Regions from separate parts of the Macaca mulatta genome. Here region 1 is linked to region 2. Evidence: chromatin contacts called from public Hi-C data. All regions are on one chromosome and are shown on one strand. Each heading gives the region's core, a stretch centred on a gene start, on an enhancer-like site or on the middle of the called end of the contact. The rest is flanking DNA. Distances are from core to core; before and after follow the strand shown. Region 1 holds the start of CASTOR1 (cytosolic arginine sensor for mTORC1 subunit 1). Region 2 holds the start of LOC144331820.

Region 1 (2,700 bases), core at 61-2,560, 100 kb after region 2:
CAAGCCCGAGAGTCCAGGGAGGAGGCTTAGCTTGGCTTCCATCTGCCTGTGGTGGGGGCTCCAGAGCAGGCAGAGGGCCTGCTCAGGCCTGCTGGGTCCCAATCAGGCCTGAGGCCTGCTTTAATCTACTTGGTTCAAAGCCTTACATCTGAGGCCTCAGGGTGCTCCCGGCAGACAAGGGTCCCCTGGAGCATTATCGGCCCTGCATGGAGCCAACATGGACATGCTGATGCCTGCTCAGCCTTGGGGTCTTCTTAGACCTGTGGGGGCCTGATAAGATCTGGGGTGTCTGCCAGTGCTGGGGGCCTCCTTGAACCTGAAGCAAGTTTAGATGTGCACAGGCCAGTTAATGGCTGCAGGCTTTGGGGCTCAAGTTTCAGGCTTGAGGTCTGAGTACTCACTGAACCTCAGGTGCATGGGCCTCCCCCACCAAAGTTTGAGCACTGGGCATCACTGGCTCAAGCACTTTTGGGTTTTGTTTGTATCGAGGGACCTCAAGTCTTAGGCCTTGGCCACCTCCAGCCCCCTAACCCAAAGTATGTCGCTCAGGCAGAGGTGGCTAGAATTCTATCTCTGTGTGTCCCTGGCGGGGTGCCTTCTATTTTGAAAGTTGGATGAGAGGAACAAGTGGGGCTACCAGGCCAGGTTTCAACTTGTCAGCCCCCTCGCAAGCGGGGAAGGGTAGGTATCAATCGCAATCTTGTGCTGGCGGCCCTGCCCCCTGCAGCCACCACAGGCAGGAGAGGGAAAGGTGCCCGGCGGCGCTGCAAAGCCGACCTATGCCTCTCATCGCTCCAGGGGTTTGGGGCAGCGTTCTGGTCCCAGTCGAGCTCCAGTTCGTTTCGTGGTCCTTCTGTCTTAAGGACCTCAATCATAAAACCCACGTGTGTGCCAGAAGGACAGAAACGTCCCCTAGCCTCCTGGATGCTCCCACCCGCTGCGCAGCTGGCGTTCCGCGGGAAGGGCGGAGCCCAGGGAGGGGGCGCGTCATGGGCGGGACCTGGAGGAGTCAGACGGGGTGGGGTCTATCCCCGAGCCAGTGCTAAAAAAAGCGGAGGCGTTCGGGGCGGTCTCGGTGTGCTGGAAAGCGGTTCTGGTATTAGGAGGAGGCGTGACCACCCAATAGGCTTCTCTTCCCGCGGGGCGTGGCCGTCAAAGAGCTGGACGCCGCGCCTGGCTGGGCGGGTCAGCCGCGTAGCGGACGGCGTGGACTCGGCCGCGCAGCGGCTCCTTTAAGGCTCGGGCACCACCCCCGCCGCCCCGCCTCCCGCGCGGCCTGGGTCTAGTTCGCGGTGGGGTCGGGTCCGCGCGAGCCGCGATGGAGCTGCACATCCTAGAACACCGGGTGCGGGTGCTGAGCGTCGCCCGTCCGGGTCTCTGGCTCTACACCCACCCGCTCATCAAGCTGCTCTTCCTGCCCCACCGCAGCCGGTGCGCGCCCGGGTTCGGGAGCGCAGATGGGGTCTGGGGGCTCTGCTGTCGCTCCGGGCCAGGGTCGGAGGATTAGGATCGCCGTAAGGCAGGCAGGCAGGCGGGCGGGAGCGGGTGGGGAGGGCTCTCCCGCTCCGGCCGCCATCCGGCCTGGGGGACCACAGCCTATGCGGCCCCGTGAGGCCCCCTCCGAGGGGCAAAGCGCAAACAGCCTGGGATGCGCAATGCTTAACTCAGTGGTGTCAAATGTGGGCATTCCTACCTGATCACTCCGGGGAGCTCCTTCCAGGACACCTCCCTTCAGGTCAGAGGGGCTGGACTAGGGGGTCCAAGGTCCGACGCCCCTAAGGCTGTCGCCGCGGGTGTGAACCTCTCCTCCATCCAGGAGTGGAGGGGTGGAAGGCTCCTGGAGAGGTCGGGAGGCCGGAAAGTAGCCCCCAACCCCGGAGATGGGCCTAACATCCCATTGCCCTGGAAATTAAAGGCCGAGGGGGCAGGAAGGCGCTGGCCCGGGGTCGCGGAGGTGTCTGGGGCAGATGGAGAGACATCCACTCGCAATCCCCAGTTCTCCACACCAAACTGAAGATGCTCCCCACTCCCAACCAGGTGCAAGTTCTTCAGCCTGACGGAGACCCCTGAGGATTACACACTTATGGTGGATGAGGAGGGCTTTAAAGGTGGGGGCTGGTCTGGGGAACGGGAGTACGGGAGGGGCTTGTCGCGCTCCCCTTCTGTAGGGTTCTCACCAGTTGCTGGGATCCATCCCACGACCTTAAGCCTTAAAAGCAGATATGTCAGGGTTCGAATCCTACTCCACCACTCCTTGGCTGTGTGCCCTTGAGCAAATCACTTCCCCTCTCTGAGCTGTTTTCTCTTATGTAAAATGGGTATAGTTCTGGTTCTGAAAAACAGGGTCCCATGAGGGCTTTATAAACTCAAAACCGCTGAAGGGCACTCAGCAGTCTTAGGCCTGCAGGAGGGCCTCTGTTATGATTCCAGGCAAGTGCTGCTGTTAGAAGTCCCTGGGTATGATTTCCTCCTGGTCTTATCTCCCTGGTTTGGGTCACCTCCTCCCCTGCTGGTCTGGGAACTCCAGGAGTCCGAGGGAAGGAATGCAGGAGTAGGCAGCCATCTCAGGGGAGGGTCCTGGAGGCCTCCTGGCTGTGCTGGGGTGAATAGCAGCCACCCAGGCCCTGGCCCCTGCTCAGGACTGGACGCCGGCCTGGGCCCTCCCTGGGCCCTGGAGCTGACGCCTAGCTCCTCCTTCTG
Region 2 (2,700 bases), core at 120-2,619:
AGTGGCTCATGCCTGTAATCCCAGAACTTTGGGAGGCCGAGGCAGGTGGATTACCTGAGTTCAGGAGCTTGAGACCAGCCTGGCCAACATGGTGAAACGCCATCTCTACTAAAAATCCAAAAATTAACCGGGCCTGGTAGCGGGCACCTGTAATCCCAGCTACTTGGGATGTTGAGGCAGGAGAATTGTTTGAACCCAGGAGGCAGAGGCTGCAGTGAGCCAAGATTGCGCCACTGCAGTCCACTCTGGGCAACAAGAGTGAAACTCTGTCTCAAAAAACAAAACAAAACAAAACAAAACAAAACAAAAAACCTGAATAAATAATCTGGTGAAGTCCTTGGAGCTGGCTACCGAGAGAGAGTCCCTCCCTCCCATCCCCACTTTTTCTCTATCCCCTAACCCCTGCCCTACAGTTCTTCCTCCCTGCTAGGTATGTTGCACCCCTGCTCAAGAATCTTCAATGGCTCCCTGGTTCCTTCCTGAGTCAACTCAATCCCACTGATCTGCATCTGAGGCCTACCCCCACCCCATCCCAGCGTTCCCTGTGGCACCAAGGGCCACTTGCCCCCTCTACACACTTTATTTCAGTCTGAGAAGCTTCCCACTGTCCTTTAGACATACCTCTGCACTCCTGCTTCTGTGAGAGTTGCTGCTGTGTCCTGTATCCTCCTGCCAGGTCTTCCCCAGCCCTCAAGACTCTGATCAAATACTGTTTCCAGGAGCTTCTCCCTGAGCTACCCTCTGCCAACCAGATGTCCCCTTTCCTGGCCTTGGTGTGGACTATTTTGCATTGTAGTGGCAACTATCAGGGAACAGTGTGGCCCAACAGGAAGAACCAGGTCTCCCGGGTCAGGCAGGCTGGAGGGGAGAGCCTTCTGTGATGGATATATCTTGCTGGGGACTTTGGTTAGGGGAACACAGAGTGTGAACAACTTAAAGAAGGCTGGTGGCACGCAGAGATCTAGGAGAAGCGTTGGGGTGGCAGTCCTAGTGCTGACAGAGCCCTGTGCTTCAGATTCTTCTTGGGGGGAAGCTCTGTGCACAGAAAGGAGCACTGGACTGGGAGTCCGGTGTGTGAACTGGAGACCATGTCCTTGCTTAATGTGCTGCCGTGACTATTCTGCAAGGCGCACATTTGGGGGTCTCCTCAGGGCTGCTGGCCCGTGCCTTCTAGACCTTGGTTGTTTCCTCACTAAAATGAGGGCACTGGCCTTGAGATCAGAGGCCTCCTGCGTGCCCTGGCCTCAAAATCTGTGGTGCCAGGGGGAAGGGGGTGGCAAAGAGATTGGCTCTGTGATTTGAGAGTTGGAAAGAACAGTCTTTTAAACCCTTCAACAAATATTTGTGGAACACTCCACTTCCACGGGGCCAGGGCAGCACGAACTCTCTGGAAAGCCCTTGTGCCTGCAGGCAGCCATGCAGAAAAGCCCTGGCCCCAGCCTCCTCCCCTCCTCCCAGCCCAGCCCTGTGGGGCTTGCAGCCGCCTCAAGTCACCTGCCTCCTCTGGGTGTCTGTGATCTGGTGAGAGAACTAATCCCATCGCTGTGAAAATTGCAAGTGAAGTAATGGCTGGGGAAGAGGTGGGCGCACACAGGTGAGGGATTATTATGACTATTGTGTTGCTTCTGAAGGCACATCAGAGAGTGAGAAACTCAGCCTGTCTGGCTCCTCCCCTGAGCCCCATTTCCTCCTCACTTCCGCAGTCCAGCCTGGCTTTGCAAAGAAACAAAATCCTCTCCCCACCCCACTTCCCACAGTTGAACCCCTGATTAAGTCCTTTACCTTCCTGGGTATCACTGTCTAATCCCTAAGCCCTTTCTCACCAGTCTCCAGTTGTCTCCAAGAGCCAAATCCCTTTAGAATGATGTGGCCCAGATAGCTGTGAGCACAGAGGCAGGGGGCAGGGAGCTGGGACCTCAGGACTCCCCCAGAGGGGAGGGGAGGGCCGGAGGGGTGCTGGGGGCCCCTGCTGTGGCTTTGGCGCTAGCTGGCAGGGGCCTGGAGACTTCCCTTGGGAAGGATGGGTTGCCATTTCCACCCCAAATAGAGCTAAAATAGAGTCCAGATTCCATAGGCAAGCTTGTTCCCACGCCAGTGACCTCTCAGAGCAGAATGGCATAGGGGTGGGCCCACCAACTCTGGAACCAGACTACCTGGGTTTGGGTCCTGGTTCTATAACTTAGCAAAGTTACTTGACCTCTGCCTCAATTTCTCATCTGTAAAGTGGCAGTGATAATCTTACTACCTCATATGATTGGAATGAGATTAAATGAGCTAATTCATAAAAAGAACGTTGAAGAGTACCTGGAACACAGTGAAGCTATTGGCTGGTTTTTTGTTTTTTTTTTTTTTAATTTTTTGTGGGTTTTTTTTTAGAGATGGGGGTCTCACTATGTTGCCCAGGCTGGTCTTGAACTCTTGGCCTCAAGTGATCTTCCCACCTTGGCCACCCAAAGTGCTGGGATTATAGGTGTGACCCACTGTACCCAGCTGGTATCAACTGTTTTGACTTGCATTTTCTGTTCCTTCTCTTGAATATTCTTGCCATTCAGGTGCTAGCCCACACACCAGCTCTTAGAGGGGTCTCCCTTCCCTGGTAATGAGGCTGAAGTGGCCTCTGGCCACCAGCACCTCTCTGATGCTATTTTATCTCGTTCCTGTGGCACCTACTGTGGCCCGAAATGATCTTGCTTGTGTATG

Evidence for each region. Hi-C and Micro-C count contacts between places; a contact is called where the count stands out from the background.
Region 1: a contact with region 2 is called in a Hi-C map of liver, with 8 times the contacts expected there. The contact joins the promoter of CASTOR1 here to the promoter of LOC144331820 in region 2. A contact is called at or near these places in 6 of 14 Hi-C or Micro-C datasets (CD4 T cells, blood, cortical neurons and 3 more).

Annotation. Positions count from the first base shown.
Region 1 is chr10:21,255,135-21,257,834 of T2T-MMU8v2.0, forward strand. It overlaps CASTOR1 (cytosolic arginine sensor for mTORC1 subunit 1), which reads left to right and starts at 1,311. Exons shown (of 9, transcript XR_013399347.1): 1 at 1,311-1,431; 2 at 2,038-2,108.
Region 2 is chr10:21,152,050-21,154,749 of T2T-MMU8v2.0, forward strand. LOC144331820 reads left to right here and starts at 1,370. Exons shown (of 3, transcript XM_077950075.1): 1 at 1,370-1,521. The coding sequence starts at 1,417.